Linked DNA regions of Danio rerio: region 1 is linked to region 2. Evidence: chromatin contacts called from public HiCAR-type data. All regions are on one chromosome and are shown on one strand. The core of a region is the stretch at or near the end of the contact, and the rest is flanking DNA. Distances in the headings are between cores, read along the strand shown. Region 1 overlaps fkbp16 (FKBP prolyl isomerase 16). Region 2 overlaps LOC565819 (novel protein similar to elongation factor RNA polymerase II (ell)).

What was found. HiCAR-type assays count read pairs that join an accessible place to other places.
Region 1: a contact with region 2 is called in a HiCAR-type map of caudal fin, with 5 times the contacts expected there. The contact joins two enhancer-like sites. A contact is called at or near these places in 1 of 18 Hi-C or Micro-C datasets (caudal fin) and 1 of 4 datasets of contacts at active chromatin or transcription factors (caudal fin).

What each region holds. Positions count from the first base shown.
Region 1 is chr18:27,167,266-27,172,219 of GRCz12tu, forward strand. It overlaps fkbp16 (FKBP prolyl isomerase 16), which reads left to right. Exons shown (of 8, transcript NM_001386852.1): 5 at 1,698-1,876; 6 at 1,979-2,056. Among named protein-coding and RNA genes, the nearest start is that of serf2a, 12 kb to the right of the region's middle. Within about 2 kb of position 2,851, at least 4 of the 62 cell types and tissues checked have an H3K27ac peak or open chromatin away from gene starts, as enhancers often do. A contact at or near this core is called in caudal fin, where this site is marked.
Region 2 is chr18:27,010,868-27,016,196 of GRCz12tu, forward strand. The region is part of intron 4 of LOC565819 (novel protein similar to elongation factor RNA polymerase II (ell)); the gene reads right to left. Among named protein-coding and RNA genes, the nearest start is that of pex11a, 40 kb to the left of the region's middle. Within about 2 kb of position 3,089, at least 6 of the 62 cell types and tissues checked have an H3K27ac peak or open chromatin away from gene starts, as enhancers often do. A contact at or near this core is called in caudal fin, where this site is marked.

The DNA of each region.
Region 1 (4,954 bases), core at 1,601-4,100, 160 kb after region 2:
TTAAATACGATTATATTAACCAACTGGACAGAAAAAACTTTGTTTACCAATGTCTCATCCGTCCGTGATACGTCAGGTCACAGTGCCTATGTACTATGGGCCAGGGGTGTCCAAACTCAGTCTTTAGTTAGACAAGCTAATCAAGCTCTTACTAGGCCTTCTAGAAACATCCATGCATGTGTGTTGAGGCAAGTTGAAGCTAAAACCAGCACAATATCAGCCCTCCAGGACCAAGTTTGAACCCCTACTAAAGGCAGTACAACGTATTGCCATTAGAGTCAGCAGCACAACACAAGTGTCATATTGCCTTTAGTACATGCCGACCATGACCTCATGAGAAAGACATAGGCAAATAAAAGTGTTTTTACATTTTTGTGGTGCACAAAAGTATTCTTGGAGCTTTGTATGTTTACAGTGAACCACAGAAGGCACAGTCACATTTTTTGACAATGTTTTCAGTTCCTATTCGGGATGTTAAACATCATGACAGATGCTAAATATGGGGGACCAGCGAGTTTTCAGATTTCATCTAAAATATCTTAATTTGTGCTCCAAAGATGAACAGAGGTCTTAGGGGACTGAAACGACATAAGGACGAGTAATTAATAACATAGTTATAATTTTTTGGTTAAACTAATCCTTTAAAGGTGCAGTATGTAAGTTTGACAGCCAGTGGTTGAACTAGGTATTACATTCCTGAATCAAAACAAATGCAAGCGCAGGTTGCCAGATTAAGGAGTAAGTCTGAGGATCGAGCCTAAAGGCTAATTTAAGTCATGTTCTAAATAAAAGCAATGGCATGCAATACAGGAAATATTTTCTGTATCAAAAGGAGTTTTTGATCTAACCAACACCTCAAATTGATATATTAGAAATGATATCTATTTACTGCAGCTGAACAACAGAAGAGCTCAGGTATACCTCATGTGCTTTATTCAGTGTTAAATGCTAATATTGAGAGTTTGAATGCCATTCTATATGATATTTATTGCTATTCTACTGAAAGCAGCAGATAGTCACTGTTCAGAGTGAGTGCATATTCTGGGCTTCTATATTGCTGTATTTAAATTCCTGTCGTGTTTCGTCTGGTTTAAAAAGCCCAGTAGTTTATCACTGCAAATCTTGTCATATAACATGTTGTTGGGACACAGGGTTACAATGTATCCTGCTCACCTAACGTTTATGCTCGTAATATTTATATTATCTGCTAATTAGTAACCTCATGTGGAACTGCGTCTCATTTCGGAGTCTGCTACTGTCCACCGGAGGTCGCATTCCAGTCAAGGATGCAAGCTTTGAGAGCCTTCCTGAATGAATGAATGAATGAAATGTGCTGTTTTGAAGCAACCCGAGGTGCTAATATTTTTGGCAGTTTAAAAGAACCAAAAAAGTCAGCGTTCCGGCACGGAAAACACATTTTCAAAGCAGAATATCTGACTTCAGCATTGTGTTTCAGATAAACAAGAATGTTCACTTGCATGTTTCTTGAATATCTACAAACATATTAGGGTGTTTATATGCTTTAGAAGAGTAAAAAACTTACATACAGCACCTTTAAACAAGAAAAGTATTGTATTATTCAGTTACGATAAATGAAACTGAATGTTAATAATAAACACACTTTTAAATGTCTTTATATTTCCTTGAGATAATTGTTTGGGGTTATACAACGAGGCTGTAAAATTGTCCTCCTACAGATGGTCAAAACTGTGTGGCAGAGGAAGAAGAAGAAGTGAACGATTATCGAGTGAAATGTCTGAATAATCTGGCAGCAGCACAGCTGAAGCTTGGACATTTCGATGAGGCGCTGCACACCAGTCAAGATGTGCTGTTTCTGGATCCCCAGAACGTCAAAGCATTGTTCAGGAAAGGAAAGGTATGGGCTGCATGTTATTCAGCAAACTAGGCACTGAAACTAGGAATGTTTGTCTTTTACACTTGGATTGTGCTCAACTGTAAATGTACAATATGTATGCAGCTTTTATCAGACAAGGGCGAGTATGAGGAGGCCATGGAGACCTTGAAGAAGGCTTTGAAACTGGAGCCATCAACCAAGGTGAGAGAGAGACGTAACCGTATCTCCTGGACACATCTACATTTCACGTGAACTGGCAACAGACAATCCCATTAGCAGCTATTTACAGATCAACCAAGGCCTTTATGAAACACCTGGCCTGACTGCTGCACTGCTGTTATTTATTTTTATTTCCAATTCAAGGCCAACTCGTATTCACTGTGGCTCCGGGGTGAAGTGAGTGCATGAAAGCTGCATTATAACATTTAGGTTTATGATTCTATTAAGCTTTCAATGTTCATTAGCACAAGCACTTTCTAAAATGATTTTAAACGAGCAGCAGAGAATGATTCATTGTTCTCTTCGGGACTGCAGATCCATTTGGCCTAGTTAAGAGACAGACAAAATGGCTGTCCAATTCTAAATATTTTTTAATCTCTTCTGTGTTTTCAACACATTAACAGACCTGTCACGGTTTTTTACAGGTCAATTCCAATTTACTAAACAAACTTAAGGCTAAATGAAAAACAGTCTAGACTAAATAAAACTAAATGAAATGCCATCTAGACTAACTAAAACCAAATGAAAACCCGTTCTGAGAAATTCCAGCAAATTTAAGTCAGCGATATTTTAGTGAACATGCACAAAAGATTTGTTTCTACAAGTAGACTCTTACAATATTAGAGAATAGCTTTTGTACAGTGTAACAATCCACAGCCAAAACTTGTCCCATCATGCCTTTAAGAGTAGTTAGTGTTAAATCCTCAGAGCAGCCACCAAGATTAAGACTGTCTGGAGCCAGTACACTGACAAAGTTAAACACACATACACACAAACACACCTTCCTGTAATAAAGTGAATCAGCACCATACACACCATGGATGTTTATGACATGCTTAAAGCAATAAACAGAACAATCAGCTTCATTCATAACATTGGAGAGAATATAATAGTCCATTCTGTTAAGAATAATAAATAACAAAATGTCATATCTGATCTGTTCTGCTATAGGATTGCAGCTCCAGTTCTTCCTTGAAAACCCATGATACATAAATAATTTTTTATGTTTTGTGAGTAGATGTTTTTAGACAATATGTAATATATGATGAATTTATGCCTGCTATATCAAAACAGGCTCAAAATTTATTCTCAGTTTTAAATAACTATATCCTGGGCTACACACTCTGGCCACTTTAATAGGTACATCTTACTTTTATAAGGTTGGGCCCATTTTTGCCTTTAGATCTGCCTGAGATGGTCAAATGGTAATTCATTTTTTTTAAATATTGGTGTCTGTAATGCAGCATGTCCTGATATACTCCATGATTACATTAAAAAAAATCACTTTAATGTGTGATTTGATTAAAAGTGGTCATAAACTAATATTCAAATGAGTAGCGGCTTGGACCCAGAAACAGTATTTCATGCATGACCACTTAACAGGCGGAGACTTTGGTTCATTTTGACATAAAAGCCTCCCAAAGTTGCTTGAGATTTCTTTGCCGCACATCCATGAGATAAATCTCCTATTCCTCTACACCTAAAAGGTGTTTGACTGTCGAATGTCGGTGATCATGGAGGCCATTTTAAAATAGTGAACTCATTGGCTGTTTCTCAATTCAAAGTACGCAGAGAACAGACTTGCGTTCTTGTGTAAACCGGTCTTGCTAGGTGTCTTTGGAAGAACGAACCCAGGAGACCGCGAGGACAGAGAACGCATCCTGTGAGAAATGAGTTGCTGCATTCTTCCTGATAACCTTCACAGGTTTTTAATGGAATATTATTTAAACATTACAGCATTCATACAACGATTTACTGTTTTTCCCCTTTTTTAAATATGTGCATTAAAAATAATAAATATACCTCGCACAATACAAATAAAATAGATTTTCATACAAATTTCAGCAAACAAACACCCTTAATGTGTTTATTCCTTTATTAAGATGTCCATGGTAATGTTTATATTCACCGTTTCATTTAGGGAAACTCCAGAGGTAAATAAGTTAGATCTCTAAACTTTAAAAATAAAACTAAATAGAACGCTTCCCACCTCCAGTCGCAATGGCTTCTGGGACTTCTAGAGCGGGTTTGGTACTCAAGTCTGCATCAGTGCAAGAACACATCCGGGAAGTTTCACGCGTCCTCTGTTCTTGCGGTCTTGAATATTGGAACTGAATTTTGGCAGCTGATGATGACGTTACACGAGAACACGAGGACAAAAGACCGCTGAAGAACGCATACTGAGAAACAGCCATTGTCATATTTGATCTTTGTGACATGGTGTGAAATTCTGCTAGAAGTAGCCTTCATCACATGATACACAATGTAGTTCACATGATCAGTGTGACACCAAAGTGTGACAAGATACTATCCCTCACACCATTATACCAGTCAAAGGCAGGATGAATTCATCCTTTATTGCTGTTTAAAACAAATTCTGACCCTAACGTCTTAATTCCACAGCAGAAATCAAAACTCTATAGACCAGGCAAACTTTTTCTAATCTTCTATATTGTCTAATTTTGTTGAGACGTCAATGAAAATCTCCTTTTCTGTTGCTGTTGCTCATCTGCTTTAAAGTTTGATTTGTTGTGTTTACTTCTCTGTTATAATGAGTGGTTGGTTGAGTTACTGTTGTCTTTCTAGAAGCTCACTACCTGGCCATTCTCTGGCATGAACAAGGCAATTTGACCCACATAACTGCCACTTTCTAGAAATGTTTACTTTTTCAGACCATTCTCTGTTCAGCCGTTACTGCAATCTTCATTCCAGCCTCTTTGGCACCAACAACCATGCTACATTCATGGTCACTTAATGGGATAGTTCACTCAAAACTGAAAATTTGAAAATTGAATACTCATTATTTATTCACCCTTAACTTTTTCCAAAACACAAAATAGAAAATATTTAGAAGAAAGCTGTAAACTTGTAACCATTGAC
Region 2 (5,329 bases), core at 1,839-4,338:
CTGAGCTAAACTGATCTGAACTTAAACACCAAGAACTGAACTACTCTGTTTCAATTACTATGACCATTTATGTGAAGCTGTTTTGACACAATCTACATTTAAAAGCGCTATACAAATAAAACTGAATTGAATTGAACTGAATATTAACAAATGAATGAATTAACAGAGATTTACAATAGATGAACATATGTACAGGTAGCTATTAATAATCAGAAGTGTGCAGATAGATATGAACATAATTACAAATGTGTATGTGCAGTGGAAATGTACATAATTAAAATTTATATGTACAATATACATTGTAAATTATGCAATATATATATATATATATATATATATATATATATATATATATATATATATATATATATATATATATATATATATATATATATATATATTTATATATATACATACATACATGCATGCATGCATACATACATACATACATACATACATACAGTGGGTATGTAATGTATATGTATAATCCAATAATTAACGCTACAAACTACACTTTTCATCATACTATTTCTTCTCACCAATGAATTACAATTCATATAACCATATAAGAGTTCAAAACAAGCTCAGCATCTGACAAGACTTTAAAAAGTGGCATAAAACAGGCTAAGAGATTATTGCTTAACCCGCCAGCCTCCTCAGCACTGAAAATAAACGGAGAGCTCTGCAAATAGCACAGAACTTCTGGGGCCACTAAAATCCCCAAGCTCTCGTTACGCAAAAACAAAACCAAGCCGCCCTGAGGTGAAATTAGACACACACGTATTGGAGAAGGGGTGAGTGTTGGGCCCATGACAAACGACTGTCACACATACAGCAGTGTAAACAGAGGGTGCTGGACCACTTTCCAGAAACACAGCTTTAAGTAAACATCGCAGCCCCCGCAGAACTCATACAAGCCCTTCTCCGGATGTGCAATGTGAAATTACCAGCACCAGGTGAGCCTTACAGAGTAAAAAAAAAAAAAAAAAAGAGAGAGAGAGAGAGAGAGAGAGAGAGAGAGAGAGAGAGAGAGAGAGAGAGAGAGAGAGAGAGAGAGAGAGAGAGAGAGAGAGAGAGAGAGAGAGAGAGAGAGAGAGAGAGAGAGTAAGTTGACGGTAAATGTTGCTCACTCCTGTGCAAATATCTAAACCCTGGAAACTAAAGCATCTCAAATACTGCCGTTTTTTCTGCCTTCCATCTTCCAACCAGTGTGCTAATTCACCTGAAGCCAGTAGGACACAGGAGTGCTAATAGATATCAGGCATGTCTAATCTCATTACAAGTTTAAGCTGTACTTTGAAGGTTGCAATAGGACAAAGTGAGGCATAAGCTCTCTACATAGAGAGTGCTATGCTCCTTCGCTTCATCCCGTTTTACATAATGTTAACACTGGCATTTATACTGCTTTAGGGGTGTTTCGATGCTGCAGAAACACACAGGACTGTGGTATTGAGAATTCAATTCAAATGGACTGGGTTAAATTGAATTATTACATTAATATAAATTTAACGCTATTGTGAAGCAGTTTGGATATGATCACAGACTTCTACTGACAGAATGACAAGTTTTATTTTGGTTTAAAATATCCCATTTAACACTCAGACTTGACCACTATCTTGCATTCTGACCACTTTTGATCTGGCAGTGAGTCATTAAAATAGTGCACTACATAACTATATAAAATCATGTGGACCAATTCACTAAGGCCCTGTTTACACTAATATGTTTTAGTTTTAAAACGCATACATTTTGCTATGCTTACGCCTTCCATCCACACCACCCCGAAAATGGAGCGTTTTGAAAATGGAGACATCTGTAAATCTGATTAGGGCTTTTTCTCAATATTAAGTAAACAAAGTTCAGACTTGTATCCCTTCCCTGTAAGTTCAGACTTTGCAAGTTTATAACTTCCAAGAACGTGAGGACACCTCGGGTAAATTTAAATATGACAGTGTACTTTTATAACATCATTCACCCTGGCTATAAAACGAAAGCATGACAACTTTTTTTTTTATTAACAACTTAAACATAACAGACACCAAAAATGTTAAGGCAACATGTGCATATTTATATGACACTCATCTTCACTGTATGCACATTTATAACAAAACGGAGCCTAATAAATGCCTCCTTTCATTTTCATTTTCATGGAAATATATGAAACATTAGGCTCACTGCGTGGTTTTGGCTGTGCTTAATGTCAGGATATACGCACACAAAGATTATCAGAGGAAATGCACAGGGAAATGCAAAATGGCTGGTTCTTTTGCGGAATATAATAATAAGTTAGTTATCATCATTTTTATAATTAATAATAAATATAAAGTACAATAAGGTTTCACGTTTTGGGAAATAAAGGCAGCAATCGGTCAAATATGCAAAATCAGTGTAGGTGGTTTCACAAATTAACAGGTATAACTTATCTTTGTGCTTAGCCAAAAAATGTTACCTGAGAACAAGTAATAGATTCAAAAGGCAGACCCGTTAGATATACGTCTACTACACAAGATGAATTATAGATCACGTTTAACAACTACAGAGAGATGAGATCCAGAAGCAGAATCGGGGTGTACTGGCTGAAGTTGGGTTGCTCTTAGCTGGGCAGGTGTGCTCAGAGCTCCTGCTAGACTGGACTGCCTGGATCTCAGATGCAAGAATATGCTGAAGCAGCTTTCAGCACATGCCAGAGTGCTTGTATGTTCACGTGATATGCATTCTTAGCGGTGTAGTGTGAACAGAGAGCTTTTCAAAAACTCTAGATAAAACGCCAGTGTGAACGTGGATCATTTTTATTCTAAACACAGTTTTAAAACTGAAACGTATAAGTGTCTTAAACACAATCTCAAAAAATACTACTGCTGTAATTGTCAGTCAGTTGTAAGTGACTGTAAGAGAAAAAGTTGGTTTTCTGAACTGTAGAAATCCATTTACCAAGAGATCTGACTCAGAATAATGATTCATTCAGAAATGATATTCCAGAACTAAACAGAAATGTAGTGTTTTTCTGTTTTCTCATAAAAGGCTATCATGCAAGCCTCTAAATATATCAGAGAGAGTCATGCAAGCACTTGAATGATAGATTTATGATGATGTATGCCATTGTCAGACCTCATTTACTGTAATTATATGGAATAAAAAAGGGACTGGTTCATTACTCAGAAGTTCCACAAGACCATAAGAGCTTTGGAAAGACACTGATAAGTGAAATTGCAATGCTTTTTTGTTGTTGTTTTGAGGGCTAAACTACTCTTTTAAATCTTAAGAGGAATTGTGATAACTACATTTGTTGTTTTTCTCTACTATGGGCCGTTTTCATGGTGTGGTATGGTACAATATGGTATGGGTCAGGTCTGTATGGGTCACCTTTTTCAGGCTTGCGTTTCCACGGCCAAAGGGTTACCAAAAGTTTCAGTCATTGTCATTCTCAAAGGAAATGTCAAAGTAATGCTGTATGGGTCATTCATACATCATACGAGAAGCACTTTTCACAAAACAGACGCTTTGAACAAATAAATACTTGTGTATGATTGTTCATTACTAACCTTCCTATGAACATAAATGGATTATAGCTGCAGATCAATGATCAGTGTGAAATTATTCATAGGAATAACAGGGCACAGTATAAAGCCTTTCTTGGCCTTGTGGGTGTTCATCAAGACAACGAAAAGGTTTGTTTAACCTCGAGTTGACCATGGCTTGTTATTTCAAGTATATAGTATTATGGTGTAATGTCTTGGCTGTGTATTTAAAAATGGCGCTTCCTTTGTTTTCATTCTCCTAGCATGCACTTAGTGACGTTTCATTATAAAGGGCACCCAGGTTACCCCTTTTTTCAGATTTAATATAAGTGTATCGCGTCTCTAGAATGTGTATGTAAAGTTTCAGCTCAAAACACCCATAAGATTTTTCATTATACCTTTTACTTGATTCTATATTATACATTTTTTCCACCGGGGGTTGTTTTGTCGTACTGCACCTTTCAGGCGAGTCCTCCCCGCCTACTGTTTCTACGTGTCTTTCTGCGTGCCTTAATCTCCTCCCTCGGCTGCGACAAACAACAGACAGACTTAAAGGAGGAAGATCTCACGTAGCGTTTGTGAGAAATACTACAGTAAGAACTTTACCAATGAGTATTTGTTGTGCAGTTGCATCGATTAGTCACACAATATTTTCACAAAGTTCACTCACACACACACAGATACACACGCACACACACAGACAGACAGACAGACAGAGCACGCTTAGCTTTGCACTGTTTTTGCACGCATACGTGACAGGATACAGCTTAATCTCCACTGCTGTGTGGATATCTGTTATGTTAATGTAAAAAAACCTAATATAACGTCCACAAACCGGGATTGAAGCATCTTCCTTTATAATTATTTTGACATGCGGCTGTGCTGATGAAGTAAAGCTAAAGTGAATCGCTGTACTTCATTGCACACGTGCACTGTTTTAAAACATGTTAAACTTTTGAAACTCACTCTTGATCGCATTTGATGACGATTGATTATCCTAGTGAACTGAACAGACCTTTTATTCAGAGGTGCTTTGCGCTCGTCTTCTCTTGACATGATCATACACTTGACTACCGGGACATGTTAGCGCGCAGCTGTTAATCAATTCGTGGGCGGGGGGACCGCACTCCCACATCAAGTTGCGGTCGATCTGAAAACCGCTCCAATTGGTCCATCGTTTTATGTTGTTAAATTGAAAAAAAAAAAGGACTGGGTGTGTTTATATCACTCCAATATGATAGTCTATACACTATTCCCCGGTTTCACAAACAAGGTTTAAGGCTAGTCAAGATTAAATTGCATGTTTGAGCTGTCTCAACTCAAAATAACTTGTAGTGAGATGTCTTAAATATGTCAGTGTCATTTTTTTTGTCTCCAGGTGCATATCAGTAATATTTTTCTAAGGCCATTTTTATAAATTTGTCTTAAATAGCCTAATTTAACTAAGGCCTAGTCCTGGCTTAACCTAAGCCCTGTTTGTGAAACTGGGCATATATCTACACATATGTCTGTCCTAACAGCTTGAAAAGTAATTTATCACCATAGGTGCCCTTTACTAAATAGCATTCAGCTGCGTGTCTTGCATCTCCTTTTTTTGGTACCCTTTTGTATGCTAGGTACCCAAAAAATGGTACGGTTTTGTTCACTTTTTGGGACCTTTTGACAGAAGAAACAACCATAAATGCGTATCGAATCATACCATACTGTACCACTCAGTGGAAATGAGTCACTATAGATGGTTAGCAGCCATGAGCCGTTTTTATTTTAGAAACAAACAAAAAAGTATTCACTTTATTACACATTCTGGCCGA